Regions from separate parts of the Mus musculus genome. Here region 2 is linked to region 1. A link is a contact called in public ChIA-PET data. All regions are on one chromosome and are shown on one strand. The core of a region is the stretch at or near the end of the contact, and the rest is flanking DNA. Distances in the headings are between cores, read along the strand shown. Region 1 holds the start of Pacc1 (proton activated chloride channel 1). Region 2 overlaps Gm32200 (predicted gene, 32200).

Evidence for each region. ChIA-PET counts read pairs in DNA pulled down with a chosen protein or histone mark.
Region 2: an RNA polymerase II ChIA-PET map of effector CD8 T cells shows a contact between it and region 1, with 42 read pairs. The contact joins the enhancer-like site here to the promoter of Pacc1 in region 1. A contact is called at or near these places in 2 of 39 promoter capture datasets (the C10 cell line and pre-B cells), 2 of 484 Hi-C or Micro-C datasets (the G1E-ER4 cell line and nephron progenitors), 4 of 115 datasets of contacts at active chromatin or transcription factors (the 230-238 cell line, bone marrow-derived macrophages, effector CD8 T cells and 1 more) and 3 of 9 other capture datasets (adipose tissue, liver and pancreatic islet).

The regions. Positions count from the first base shown.
Region 1 is chr1:191,322,115-191,328,886 of GRCm38.p6, reverse strand. Pacc1 (proton activated chloride channel 1) reads right to left here and starts at 2,985. Exons shown (of 8, transcript NM_025864.4): 1 at 2,811-2,985; 2 at 608-704. The coding sequence starts at 2,846.
Region 2 is chr1:191,442,253-191,449,024 of GRCm38.p6, reverse strand. It overlaps Gm32200 (predicted gene, 32200), which reads left to right. Exons shown (of 6, transcript NR_151615.1): 3 at 3,439-3,459; 4 at 6,252-6,513. Among named protein-coding and RNA genes, the nearest start is that of Gm31987, 13 kb to the right of the region's middle. Within about 2 kb of position 2,419, at least 102 of the 459 cell types and tissues checked have an H3K27ac peak or open chromatin away from gene starts, as enhancers often do. A contact at or near this core is called in the 230-238 cell line, the G1E-ER4 cell line, effector CD8 T cells and 3 more, where this site is marked.

The sequences.
Region 1 (6,772 bases), core at 1,736-4,235:
CAGGTGCTCACATCTCCAATGCCACCTCCCGGTTTCCGTGAGCATCCTCACATAAGGGGCATGTGCCCAGACACACAGACACACAAATAGAAATGTCTTAAAAATGGGGTTGAGAATTCCAGAAGCAGGAATTAAACAACAGAGGTGGTACCCATGGGCACACAGACATGTAGGACGCATATACCCAGCTCAAGGAAACCACTGAGGCATGAGCCTAAGTAGAGTATGAAGCAGGGAAACAGCCTAGGTGAGCCACCCACCAGGCAGCAGGGCTGGGGAGGCCTGACGAGAGGTTTTCTCCCATGGGGCTCTGGGACATGATCAGGGCATTAAAGACATGCTGGCCAGCACCTCCTTGGGGAAAAAGAATGGCCTGGCTTCAGGAACTGGTTCCAACCCCACTATCAAGAACACAGACCTTGAAAAGGCACGTCCTCCAGCTGGAGGCTGATTAAATATGTAGAGCTTTAGAACCGGGCAGACCTTGAGACCCAACTCCAGGGTACAAGTGTGGAGGAGAGGAGATGTCCCCTCCCTCTGCTGGCAAGGTGCCTAGACTGGGCCTCCAGCTGTAGCAGCACACAGCCAGCATCCTAAACCCACTCACCTGGCACGACACCTGGACCTTGTACTTGGACCAGCTCCTTGTCTCGTTCGTCTGCCTGCTCCGAGTTCTCAACCACCTGCTCCAACTCCTCGCTGAGCTGAAGGAGAAGGCGTGAACAGTTTAGCTGGACTGGCCTTGCCTTTCTAGGCTAAAAAAAAAAAGCAGAAGCTGCCATCCACATAACCGTCACACATGCACAAAGGCCACATGACACAGGATGTGTGAGACCAAGTCCTCTGTCTTCTCTCACAGAAGTTTCCTGGGAAACTACAGGAAAGGATTTAGCAGGGCTGGCTCGATGAGCAGTGAGGGAGACCTGTATTCCCAGCCTGTCTCCTAGCTTCTGCTGATTACCCTGGCATTCTCAGGGCTATTGGTAGCTGTGCCTGATGTCTAACCCCTGCCTCCATTTTTACAGGGTCCCCTGCAGTGTGCACCCCCTTGGGGTACATCTTTAAGGACAATCATAATGATCGATTCAGAGCCCAACGCTTGTCATTGTGCAATAACCCAAAGTGACTCTAGTTCCGAGTCCAAACAGGACAAGTACTGGAGTCACCCTTCAGCATCTCCCAGAGCCACAGTCAGTTAGTGAAACAGAAATCACGCCACCTTGGTCTCATTCCAAAGCCCACGGTCCTAACCACTTCCTAGAGGAAGAGGAAATGTGGCTTAGAGTCCACTCAGAGAAAAAAAACTGACAACAGCAAAACTGGTGTCTCCGTGGGACACTAAAGCCCACAGATGTGGGTGCAAATGGCAAAGCAGGGGCGACAGATGTCCAGGTACCAGGCAACCGCAATCTAGCTCAGCAGTCTTCTCACATGACCTGTCAGACGGGAGAAATCTTGCTGCTGAGAAAGCAAAGTCCGGGATCAGTGTCCCATCATTTTAGGCAGGTGAACCCCGTGGTTTGCAGGGGTCCAGCCCAGGCTCATCGGGATATCACATGAAAAGGTACCTTTTCTCCACTCAGAGACAGGGTCTCATGTAATCCAGGCTGGCTTCAAACTCACTATAGTGGAGAATGACCTCGAATTTCTGGGCCTTCAGCCTCTACCTCCTAGTACTAAGCAAGTACTGAACCATCTCGGCTACAGACACCCCCAGCCCTCAGAGATCTTTCACATTTACCCTAGATGATTTACATAAAAGAAAAAAAAACCAAAACAACAACAACAAAACAAAACAAAACTCAAGAGGGACAGTGGTCCCAAGAACCCAGGTATAGTGGCAATCCCCGTCCCTCCAATCGCCTTCTTGATACTCAGCAGCCAGCACAAGCCTTTGCCTATCCCAGGCCAAACTTCTCAGAAAGCTCCTTTCTAGAGCGGAACCTCAGCAAATACCTAATTTCATTAGGTCCGCTCTCAAAACAACCCGGGCAAGAAAGATGCAAGCCAGTCTTCTTGGGACTTCAAACAGATCTGAAGAACGCAAAGGGAGGCGGGGCCTCTTTAACGCCTTCTACCATTAGGCACGATTCCAGTGAGCACCTGAATCTATCTACTTGTGGCCTTGCTCTGCGAACAGGACAACAGCCTGTATTTCAATACATTATCTTATAAGCTCTGCTACACTGCGGTCCTCTGAAGCTAGTACCCCAAAACTCCGCAGAAGCAAGAGCTGTCTGCATCCTGGTATTCACCCGGGATCATCAGTGACCCCAGGGCGCTGAGTTCAGCACGCTGCTAACTCGTTTGGAGAGTGTGAGTTTCCAGTGTGGCCAGGGCCTCCGTGGGTGGAGACGGACATGGAGACAAGCTAAGGTTGGGCTGCTCCGGTTGGACAAGGTCTAACGGCATGGGGCGGCTGCACGGCCTCGAGCAAACCTGGACAGTGGTGGCTGACGGCTAAGGATGCGGCGTCGCGGAAAGACACCCAGGCAGGGCAGAGCCGGGGAAGCCCCACACCAGAGGAACAGAAGGGGCCCGGAGCCAGCGCGGCTCTGCGAAGGGAAGCGGGAGGTTCGGGCGACAGACAAAGGGCTGCTGGGGTTCTGGGGAAGGCGAGGAGCTGCCGAGGAGCTGCTGGCCACACGCGTTCCCCACAGCCAGACTCCAGGGTCCCTTGTTATCCCCGCGTGCCGGGACCACGCAGGGGCTCCACCTGCTGCAGAGCCCGCATGCCACGGAGTGCCAATCATCCACCTGCACCGGGGTCGCGGCGCCCTGCCCGCCCTCCGCGCCCGTCCGGTCCGCACCTCCTGGTAGGACGTGGAGAGTTCTTGTCGGATCATGGCACTGGCCCTCTACGGCTCACCAGGGACCGCGACGCCGCAGGAGGCGCGAGCTCCAAGATGTGCCCGCTCTACTAAGCAAGACCCGCTCTAGTCTACCGCCCAAGACCAGGCGTGGCGGCGCTCAACGCATGCGCATCTTTTGCTGCCGCCGCGGGCGACGCTGGGAGTTGTAGTTCTAGGTGCCGGGAGCGGTGGGGAAAGCACCAGCTGGGCTCAACCTCCCGCTAGAGAGGCAAGCAATAGCCTCGCACTTCCTCTCTTTGTTACAGGCAGAAAAATGGAGTGCCTGAGTGCAGCATGGCACAAAGGCCAGTCGGAGCGCCCAGTAAGGGGAGAGGAAACTGGGCCTTGCGGTTTATAATGACAATAAATGTCCAAAGAGCCCTTTGTGTACCAAGCTCTCCGTACGCTTACGTCTTGATCCTTCAAGGAATCCTGCAAAGGAAACTTTTTTTCTCTCTCTCTATTTTACAGATTAGTACACTGAGGTAATGAGGATACCTTCTGTCAGTAAGGATAGGGAGAGAGTGATGATCGAGAAGTTATTTCATCTGAGAAAGGAATAACAAAATTCTAGAGTTCAACAAGGCTTGTGACAGCCAGCAGTCGATATGGACTGTGTGAAACAACCCTGGCTCAGGTTGCACCTTCCAGAGCCAAGCAATGGGTTGCAATAGTTGTATAGTTTACTAAGGTTCCTGTAGAGTGTGTGTAAGTACCTGTGGCTGGTACCGCCATGAGGTAGTCAGCTGGCTATCTGAGTCTATGTAAGACAGCCAGGGCAGAAGGTGGAGCCCAGCAGGATCTGCTCTTGGTTGATAGACATTTTCTCTCTCTCAGTGACACAGATATAGGCCAGATTAAAAATAGATAAAGACGGGTTTATTAGCTGGCAGCTCTCAGGAGGGTTCACCAATCTCACAGGTGGGGGTCAGCAAAGTCCCACTCCTAGAATAAAGCAAGGCAGTTTTATAGGTTTTAGGCAAGGAGTGATGACCTGCCAGCTAGGAGCTAGTCTTGTGTCCATACATGGTCAAAACCTAAGCCCCTGGGTGGGCACTCTTGGTGGGATGCTGGAAACAGGGAGACAGGAGTGATGATGTGTTAGCCAGGAGTTTTCTCCAAGCAGACAGGAGTGGCGGTAGGGTGTCTCTGTGGGGGCAGGGTTGGGGAAGGAGAGCAGGCGTGGTTTCCCTACCTTGTGCAGGGGGTGAGCAGGGGTTCCAGCCTAATATTGGTCATGGCATCCAATTGCCTCATCTGGTAAAAGCTCTTGCTTATATGTCAGAATGAGCATCGGAAGGAAGACTTAAGAACTTAGCAGATCTCTGGTAAAAGTTTAACATTTTTATCAAAGTGTGCCAGGGAGAAGTGGGCTCCTCTCTTTGTGTCTTACCACCACTCTTCCCTGCCCTGCCACCTGGTCCTCTGCTCTTCCATCTATTAAATGGGCCAGAATGTAGACAAATGCGCACTTGATGGTTGCCAAAACTTTGGGAAGCAGCTATAGACAGTCAGTATGTGTAGCGCTTAATACCATGTAGGTACCTAACGAATTCTGGGTAAGTTCATTAATGGAATACCAGTTTACATCTCATTTAATGAATGTTATTGTACCAGCTGGTTTTATGTCAACTGGACACAACTTTGGAGGAGTGAAAGTCAATTAAAAAACTGACTCCACTGTATTGGCCGGTGGGCAAGCCTGTGGTGCATTTTCTTGGTTGGTGATAGATGTGGGAGGGCCCGGCTCACTTGGGCAGTGCCACCCTGCCTGGGCTGATGGTCCTGGGTGCAATAAGAAAGCAGGCTGAGCAAGCCATGAGGAGTAAGCCAGTAAGCAGCACTCCTCCATGGCCTCTACATCAGCTCCTGCCCGGACTTCCCTGGGTGATAGATTTTTAAACTGTAAGGTGAATTTAAACTCTTTCTTTCCCAAGTTACCTTTGATCATAGCATTTTATCAGAGTTATTCAAACCCTAAAGACATTTACCAAACAAAAATACCAGCAACAGCCGGGCGGTGGTGGCGCACGCCTTTAATCCTAGCACTTGGGAGGCAGAGGCAGGCAGATTTCTGAGTTCGAGGTCTACAGAGTGAGTTCCAGGACAGCCAGGGCTATACAGAGAAATCCTGTCACTAAAAACCAAAACCAAACCAAACCAAAAAAATACCAGGAACTAATTAAATTTCCCACTGTGTTGATAAAAGGGTAGCTGATAGAATGTGCCATACAGGATTTAATAGCCGAGAAGAACCAGATAGATCTGAGGCCATACTCACTACCATACACTGTGCCGCATCCACACCGGATCCAGAAATGAGCAAGACACCCAGCTCCCTCATTCCTGTGGCTCTGTGGAACGAGTGTGGAGAGAACATAAAATAGGGGTTTCAGCCCTTGAGGTCCCCAAGGACTCTTCTCCCAGGGTCATGCTTCAGAAGTGTGTGACTTCTGTTTTTCAGGCCAGGTGGCTGTTTCCTCATGTCCCTTCTTGTTTGTCTTATGCATTGCTAGTATGTGTGTGTGTGTGTGTGTGTGATGGTGTGTGGTGTGTATGTGGAGATCAGAGGACAACTTTTAAAATTAAATTTATTTATTCACTTTACAAACCAATATCAGCCCTTCCTCTACTCCCAGTACCCCCTCAAGTAAGTCCTCCCCCCATTTACCTTAGAAAGGGAAGCCCCCCTCTGGATGTCAACCCTCCCCCCACACCCATCTTAATTCCCCATACCCTCATACCCACACACCCACAGCCCCACACAAGAGGATTTCAGGACTAGGCACACATCCTCTCCCACTAAGGCCAGACAAGGCTGTCCATTTAGGGGTGCAGGATATACAGGCAGACAGGTAGGCAACAGTCTCAGGGACAGCCCCTGCTCCAGTTGTTGGAGAACCTGCATGAAGACCAAGCTGCTAATCTGCTATAGGTGCAGGGGCCTAGGCCAACTTTTGTTTGTGCTTGCTCTTTGGTTGGTGATTCAGTCTCTGGGAGCCCCACAAGCGTCCAGGTTAGCTGACTCTGTTGGCCTCCTTGTGGAGTCCCTCTTCTCTTGGGGTCCCTCAATCTTTTTCCCAACTCTTCTGTAAGACAACTTTTTGTAGTCTGTTCCAGGGGTTGAACTCAGGTGAACAAGGCAAGCCCTGGACCACTGAGCCATCTCTCCTCCCCTGTGCTTCTTACTCTCTTACTCTCTGCTGCATCCTCTCTTCATCTCTGGGCCCCAGCCCCTTCCCCCAGGACACTTTCTGTCTGGGCTCTCAGGACCCCTAACTCCTACCTGCTCTCTCCTCTTCCAGTCTTGTGCCCTGGTTCCTCCTCCTAGTCCAACAAAACAATTTTTTTTTTTTTGAGACAGGGTTTCTCTGTATAGCCCTAGCTGTCCTGGAACTCACTCTGTAGACCAGGCTGGCCTTGAACTCAGAAATCCGCCTGCCTCTGCCTCCCAAATGCTGGGATTAAAGGCATGCGCCACCACCGCCCGGCCAACAAAACCATTTTCAAAGCTAGCTTCCCTGTCTATCTTCTTTCTACTTGTTCCCTAGGAGCAGGAAAGCAAGTATCTCGTCTCATGGCTTCAACTACTGTCTCTATCCTAGAGAGTCATGTAATGAGTTTATGTCCCCTCAAACTATGTGGATCTACCTAAAAATGTGACTTTGTTGGAAATAGAGTCATTGAGGATTTAATTGGGTGTAAGTGGGATGGGGTAGTCCAGTGTGGTCTGTGTCTTTATAAAAAGACAGAAGTTGTCTTCTGTCTCTGTGAGAGAATGCCATGAACAAGGCAATTTATAAAAAGAAGCCTTTAGTTTGGCTCTCAGTTTTAGATGTTAGAGTACATGATGGTGGAGGGAGGCTTGCATCTTGATCTGCAACCAAGAGGCAGAGAGAAAGCTTTGAGGGTTCATGAAC
Region 2 (6,772 bases), core at 1,170-3,669, 120 kb before region 1:
AAATAAATAAATCTTTTAAAAAGTAATAAGATACACACACACACACACACACACACACACACACCAGTACTTAGAAGACAGAGGCAGGAGGATTTCTCTGAGTTTAAGACTGATGCACATAGTAGACTCCAGGTCAGCCAAAGACCAAGAGTGAGACCCTATCTTTAAAAGAAGACAAGGATGATGAAGAAAAGAGAACAGAATTGTGGGGACACGGGAAGGGAAAGGGTCCATCATCAGGAATCTGGTTGGATCCTTACCAACAGAGAAGCCAGAATTTCCACACAAGTATCAAGATTTTCTGTGATGGTCCCAACATCGAGACAGACAGTGTCCTTCCATATAAGGATAGTTCTTGTGACAATAACAATGAAGACCATGGTAAGGCCTCCTTGCTATCCCGGGTGTGTTCTAGAAACAGATCAATGACCTCACTGACAGTAGAGATAGCCTGCCTTCCTGTAACCCCTCTACCTTATCCACTGAAATCCAGCCTGCTGCCCTCAGGATCCACCCTGTAGCCCCATTTAGGTTCCTTAGCAACCCTTTAGAGGTAACAGCTTTGAACAACACCAAGCACAGGCTTCACAGCTACAGTGAAGACAGTGGGGAGTGGCTCTCTCAGAGATATCAGGCATACCTAGTCTCCTCGAATGCCTGTGCTTACCCAGCTCTTAGCAAATGCACAGCTCTGCTGCATACAGGCCCACCCCGAGAATCTCTTCTGCACTGAACCAAGGATTCCGTTTTACCTGAGACTAGTTTCCTGAAAGATGAAGAGAACTGCTCAGGCTACTGGTGATGGCAATGTGGAACTGTCTCTCTGTGCCTGCTGCCTCTGGTGGGAAGAAACACCTTGAGGGCTGTCAGCTGTGACTTCATCATGAAGAGCAGCCCTGGCAGACACAACCTTCCTACTTATGTCAGAAAAGCCTTTCTGTCTGCTGCTGGCTCACAACTACCTGCTGCACAACTTCATTTGCCTCTGACAACTGTCGGTCCACAGGGCAAAGCCCATTCCTTCCCTCCTTGCATGATCTTTCCACATTCTTGCCCTCACTCTCCCAAGGCCTTCCCCCCTACTCCCTGCCCCCCAGCAACCACCAGAGCTCCCTTCTTCCTGCCTCAGCAGAAAGACTTCATGATGGTTGTTTATATATGCAGGTGGACAGGTTGCCCTTCACCACAATGGACTCTGTCACAAGGATTTAACTGGACATTAACTTTCAAGGCTTACTGAGCAGCTATAAACAGAGGGGTACCAGTTAAGAGCAGGCAATACAGAGCCCGATCAAAGCCTGACTAGGTCTGGCCCTGCTAGCTGCCAGAGCGTGACTTGGGATAAACTTCTTCACTTTACCAGGCTTCAGTTTCTGTTCTGTAAAGGAAAGCCCATGTGTGTGTGTGTGTGTGTGTGTGTGTGTGTGTGTGTGTGGCTGTGTTGCCATAGCGACCGGAGGAAACAATGCATATTGTCACTCAGCATCACCTATGACAAGTATCTGCAATCCTTTATCTGCTGATCAACATGTAGAAGGTCTTGCTCATTAAAGGCCTTTGTATGCCGACTGCAAGTACAGAGAATGGTTCGTTTTGGTTTTGTCTTGCTTTTTGTTATTGTTGTTTTTGTCTGTTGGAGCAGAGTCTTGCTACATAGCCCAGGCTGCCCTGTTCTTCAGCCTCCCAAGTTCTGGGGTTATAGATGTGAGGCATTGTGCTCAGGACATTTTCTCATTATGAAAAATTTCAGATGTACAATAGAAAGAACTGCGTGGATGACACTCTTACACCTCGCATGATGGTCTTATTGCTTACATCTTATCATATACATCTATTTTTCTGGACTATTTCAATGTAGAGATATGTAGAGGTCAATTAAAATACATGACTACACATCTCTCAAAAATGAAGACATTCTCCTCACTCTTTCCTTTATTATGCTTTAAAAAAAGCTGACAATAGCTACCTCATCTCACCTGTTCTCAGGCCATGTAACATGTTCCTGCAATATCCAGCAATGTCTTCTAGAAGACTTTTTGTGTTTTCCAAACAAAAGTCAGTCAAAACCAGACATGGTATCTGTAATGCGATCACTTGGAAACTGAAACAGGAGGATCTCAAGTTTGAAGCCAGCCTCAGTTACCAAGTGAGCTAAAGCTGGTGTTGGCTCTCTCTCTCTCTCTCTCTCTCTCTCTCTCTCACACACACACACACACACACACACACACACACATTCACACATCCAGTCAACACCCTTACCCTGGATTTAGTTAGGATATATTTCTCCTCTGTTATTATAGAGCACAGTGCTGAAGATGCTCTGAGACCCACGTTATTACTGATTTAGCTGAATGAGCTGCTGGCAGCAGCCTCCTCCACCAAGGCCCTGCTGTCAAAGCAGGCCCTGAGATACAGGTGCACAAGGCGGGTTATGGAACTTGCTGGTTATTCATTAGCTCTACTACCCAGTGCTTCACGCTCTCTAGTTTTTGTTGTTGTTGTTCTGTATTCTCTGCTCTTGAACCTAACACGAAGGTGGTCAGTAAAAGAGGATAGAGGGGGGGCGGGCAGCTGTGGCAGCACACACTTGTAATCTCAGGAACTGGGAGCTACAGACAGGAAGGTCAGGAGTTCAAGGTCAGCCTGTGCTATATAGAAAGGTTGTCCTTAGCCCAGGTTACATAAGACCCTGCATCAAAAAAAATTTTTTTTTTTAAATTTAAATGTGGATGGAAAAGGATAGGCAGAAAGGGAAGAAGTCTCAGAGAGGGACCCCCTCCTTTGATCTGAGGAGTGTGGTTTCCTGCTGTGGAGTGCATTTCACTGAAGGAGACTGTGTTAGTCACCTTTCCCCTTGTTGTGACCAAACACCAACAAGAGCCGCTTGAGGAGAGAAGTGTTTGTTTTGGTTCATGCCTTGAACCGGCAGTCCACCACCGTGAGGAAGGCAGCTGGTCACGTTGCATCTGCAGTCAGGAGACCGATGGGTGCTTGTTTATCCGGCCGCCAGGTGCATCACCCACCTCAGATAAGCTAATCTAGAACTCTCTGCACAGCTGTGCCCGGAGGACTTGGCTCAAAGATGACTCTGGTGGTTTAAATAAGATGTGTCACCCCTATCTGCCCCCCAACTTCCCCACCCCCAACACACACACACACACACACACACACACACGCCATAGGCTCTAGTATTTGAATACTTGGTCCCCAGTTGGTAGAGCTGTTTGAAGACGTTCAGGAAGTATGGTCTCACTTCGGGGAAGTAAGCCATTAGGGGTGGGCTTTGAGGGTTTAAAACCTTACTTATGTCCACTCGGCTCTCCGACTCCTGTTTTTGAATGATGATGTAAGCTCTCCGTTCCTGCTCCACATGCCTACTGCTTGCTGCCATGGCTTTCCACCGTGACGTGACGGACTCTTGCCCTCTGGAACCGAAAGCCAAAATCAACTCTCTCTTGCGTAAGTTGTCTTTGGTCCTGAGGTTTCATCACAGCAACAGCAGATGTAACTAAGATTGCTGGGCATGGTGGCACATGGCTTTAATCCCAGGGCGCCAAAGGCAGAGGCAGGCAGATGTCTCTGAGTCTGACAAATTGGTGTACATAGCCAATTTCAGGGCAGTCGGGGCTACACAGAGAAACCCTGTCTCTAAATAAATAAATAAATAGATAGATAAATAAATAAATAAATAAATAAGTAGGTGACTCTAGGTCTTGCCAAGCTGACAGTTTACATAAACCACAGAGTCTGTCTTCCTTCCTGGGCTCCCCCAGACGTCTCTGAGACAAGATGGACATCTGGCATTGTCTAAATAGGAGTCTGCACTGGATTGTCTTTGCCTCTAGTCTCCCTAACAGGTGACTCCCACGTGATTCCGCACACAGCAATGACATTTCTGAGCACAAAATGAATCAAGAGGAATAAACGTGCTGTTGAAAGGGTGGGCTGTCAAGAATAGGCATGCTCCTCGGAGGGGAGAGGACTCTCAGCAGCAGACCTCAGAGCCCCAGACTCTGCCCTCCAGACACAACCAACATTGGTTCAAACGTCAGGTCTGGGTCAGAGGGTGAGCTAAATATTTTGAGAAGCTAGCTGGATGTTGTGCTATCCCCGCACTGTTAAGCTGATGCAGGAGGATCATGGGTTTGAAGTCAGTCTGGACTTAAAAAAACAAAACAAAAAAAAACACCTTTCTCTAAAGAACAAAGTTGAAGTCCTGGGGGGAATCCATGTGCAAGGCCTTGGGTTATCTGCACAGAAGCCTGACTGATTCTCATTCCTGGCTGACCGTGGCACCATGTCTCCCTCTTACCTTGCCCAGCTGTTGGCTTCTAGTCAAAATACACACAGCCATTTAATCATTAATCTGAGCAAAACATTGCTAGGGAGTTTCACTGTGGAGTCTGTATGCATGTACACACCACAGTTAATTGCTTGGCTATCTGGCTTTCTTGTTCTTCTCTGTATTTTTCTGGGCCTTGTCCCTCTCCATTTGTGGAGATGGCCATAAGTGATCTCATCAGGGAATTAATTGCTAAGAACTTTTTTGTTCTCTTCTTTGAAGGTGTGTGTGGGCACGTGTTTGGCTGTCGTGGACAGCTTATGTTCACAAGAAGTGAGTGACCTTGTCCATGGAATAGAGCGTGTATCTGTGACCAGGAAAAAGACCAGTGTTTGTATTTGGTGATGGTTTTATGCCTTGCTGTCAGTAGAGACATTTACAAGCTTGCTGACAGCCTAGGACTCCAAAAGTCATCATGGTGACTTAGCACATATAAATGCATCCTATTTTTATATTAATACCAGGGAGTGGAAGCTGAAAGATCAAACACAGAGGAGAATGGATTTGAGAGACACTGTTCAGAGCCACTGGAAGGCCTACAAAACTAGACTCAGTATGCTGTCATGTCCCCAGGATTTTCATTCCCCATTATGTGTGTGTGTGTGGGGGGGGGTGGTGGTGGCTAACTTTGAACTCCTAATCGTTCTGCCTCAGACTCCTGGGTACTGGGATTATAGACATGCACCATCATGCTTGAATTTTTCCCTCCTTCATTCGGCTTTCTTCCCTTTCTTTCTTCCTTCCTGTTTTAATATGCTTGTTAGTTCTTAAACTAATTCAGTGTTAAGGATAAAGAAATTAATAACACGTATCCTCAGCCCTCCTTGAACTCAGCAAAATCTAGAAATAAAGAAGAGAGAGAGAGAGAGAAAGAGAGAACATTAGTACATTGAGGATTTTCCAGTCTTGCTTGGGAGGGACGTGGGAAGCTTCCTGAAAGACATAACTGAGTGACTGACTAGAAGTGAAACTGAACCCAAGCCTTTTCCTTCTCAACAGACCAAGACATTCAACGTGGTTTAAGAATAGCATATGGAGGGGATAAAGTGGAGGGCTTTAGGGACATGAGCCTTCCATATTATTAGTCAGGGTTCTCTAGAGTAACAGAACTTATAGAATGAACACACACACACACACACACACACACACAGAATTTATTAGAGTTACTTATAGGGTGTGGTCCAGCTAATCCAACAATGGCTGCCTATGCATGGAAAGTCCAAGAATCCAGCAGCTGTTCAGTCCACAAGGCTGGATGTCTCAGCTGGTCTTTGGTATACGTCTGAATCCTAAAGAAGTGGTTAATGCCAGTGAAGGAATTGATTTGCTAGGGAGGATGAGAAGAAGCAAACAGAGGACGAGAGCTTCCTTCATCTATGTCCTGTATATAGGCTGCCAGCAGAAGGTGTGGTTCCAGGTAAAGATGGACCGTTGCACCTCAAAAGACATGGACGAAAGGTTTATCTCCTCACCTCAAAGATCCAGATTAGAAATGTGTTTCCCTACTTTGGATGATTTAATAAAGAAAAAAAAATCCCTTAGCTGTGTTGGTAGCACACATCTTTAGCCTCAGCACTTGGGGAAACAGAGGCAGGTGAATCTCTGAGTTCTAAGTGAGGTCTCCTTGGTCTACAGATCATGTTCCAGGACAGCCAGGGCTGTACGGAGAAACCCTGTCTCAAAAACCAAAAACAAAACCAAAAACAAAACAAAAACTTCCTGAAAGGTGTGTCCAGTTATTTGGGTTTTAGTTAATTCCAGATGTAGTCAAGTTGACAAAGCAGGGAGTCATCTCAGAGCACAGCAGGTTTTTATGTTACTAGGGACAGTCAGGACAGTCAGGAATAATAGTAATATGGTTTGAATCTAAAATACCTGCTCTTTCTCCCATCATGCTTTGATGATTTAGTCCCCATCTGGCAGTTCTTGGGGGACTTGCTGGAAGAAGCTGTCATCCAGGAGATGGCCTTTGGAAATTACACCTTGGTCCTTGGCTCTGCCCTGTTCTCCTCCCTGGTCCAATGCAATGTCGGGGAACTTGAACCACACACTCCCACCGTCACAGACCAAGCTGTACGTCTTGCCCATCCCTGCCATGGAGGACAGAAGCCTCTGAGATCATGAGTCACATGACTAACACAGATGCACCATTCCATTCTGGGAAAGGACAGGTGACTCACTCCTAGATGTCTGGGCTTGTTTCAAGGCACAGGTTGAAACAGCTAGGTTGACAGGAGCTGAAAAAAGAGGCTGGGAGAGGGGCAGGGGCAGGGGCAGGGGCAGGGGCAGGGGCTGTGGCTGTGGCTGTGGCTGTGGCTGTGGCTGTGGCTGGGGCTGGGGCTGGGGCTGGGGCTGGAGCTGGAGCTGGGGGGGCTTGGGCTGGGGGCTAAGAGGCCACATGCTTGTGTATCCTGCACAAAGCCCTGAGTT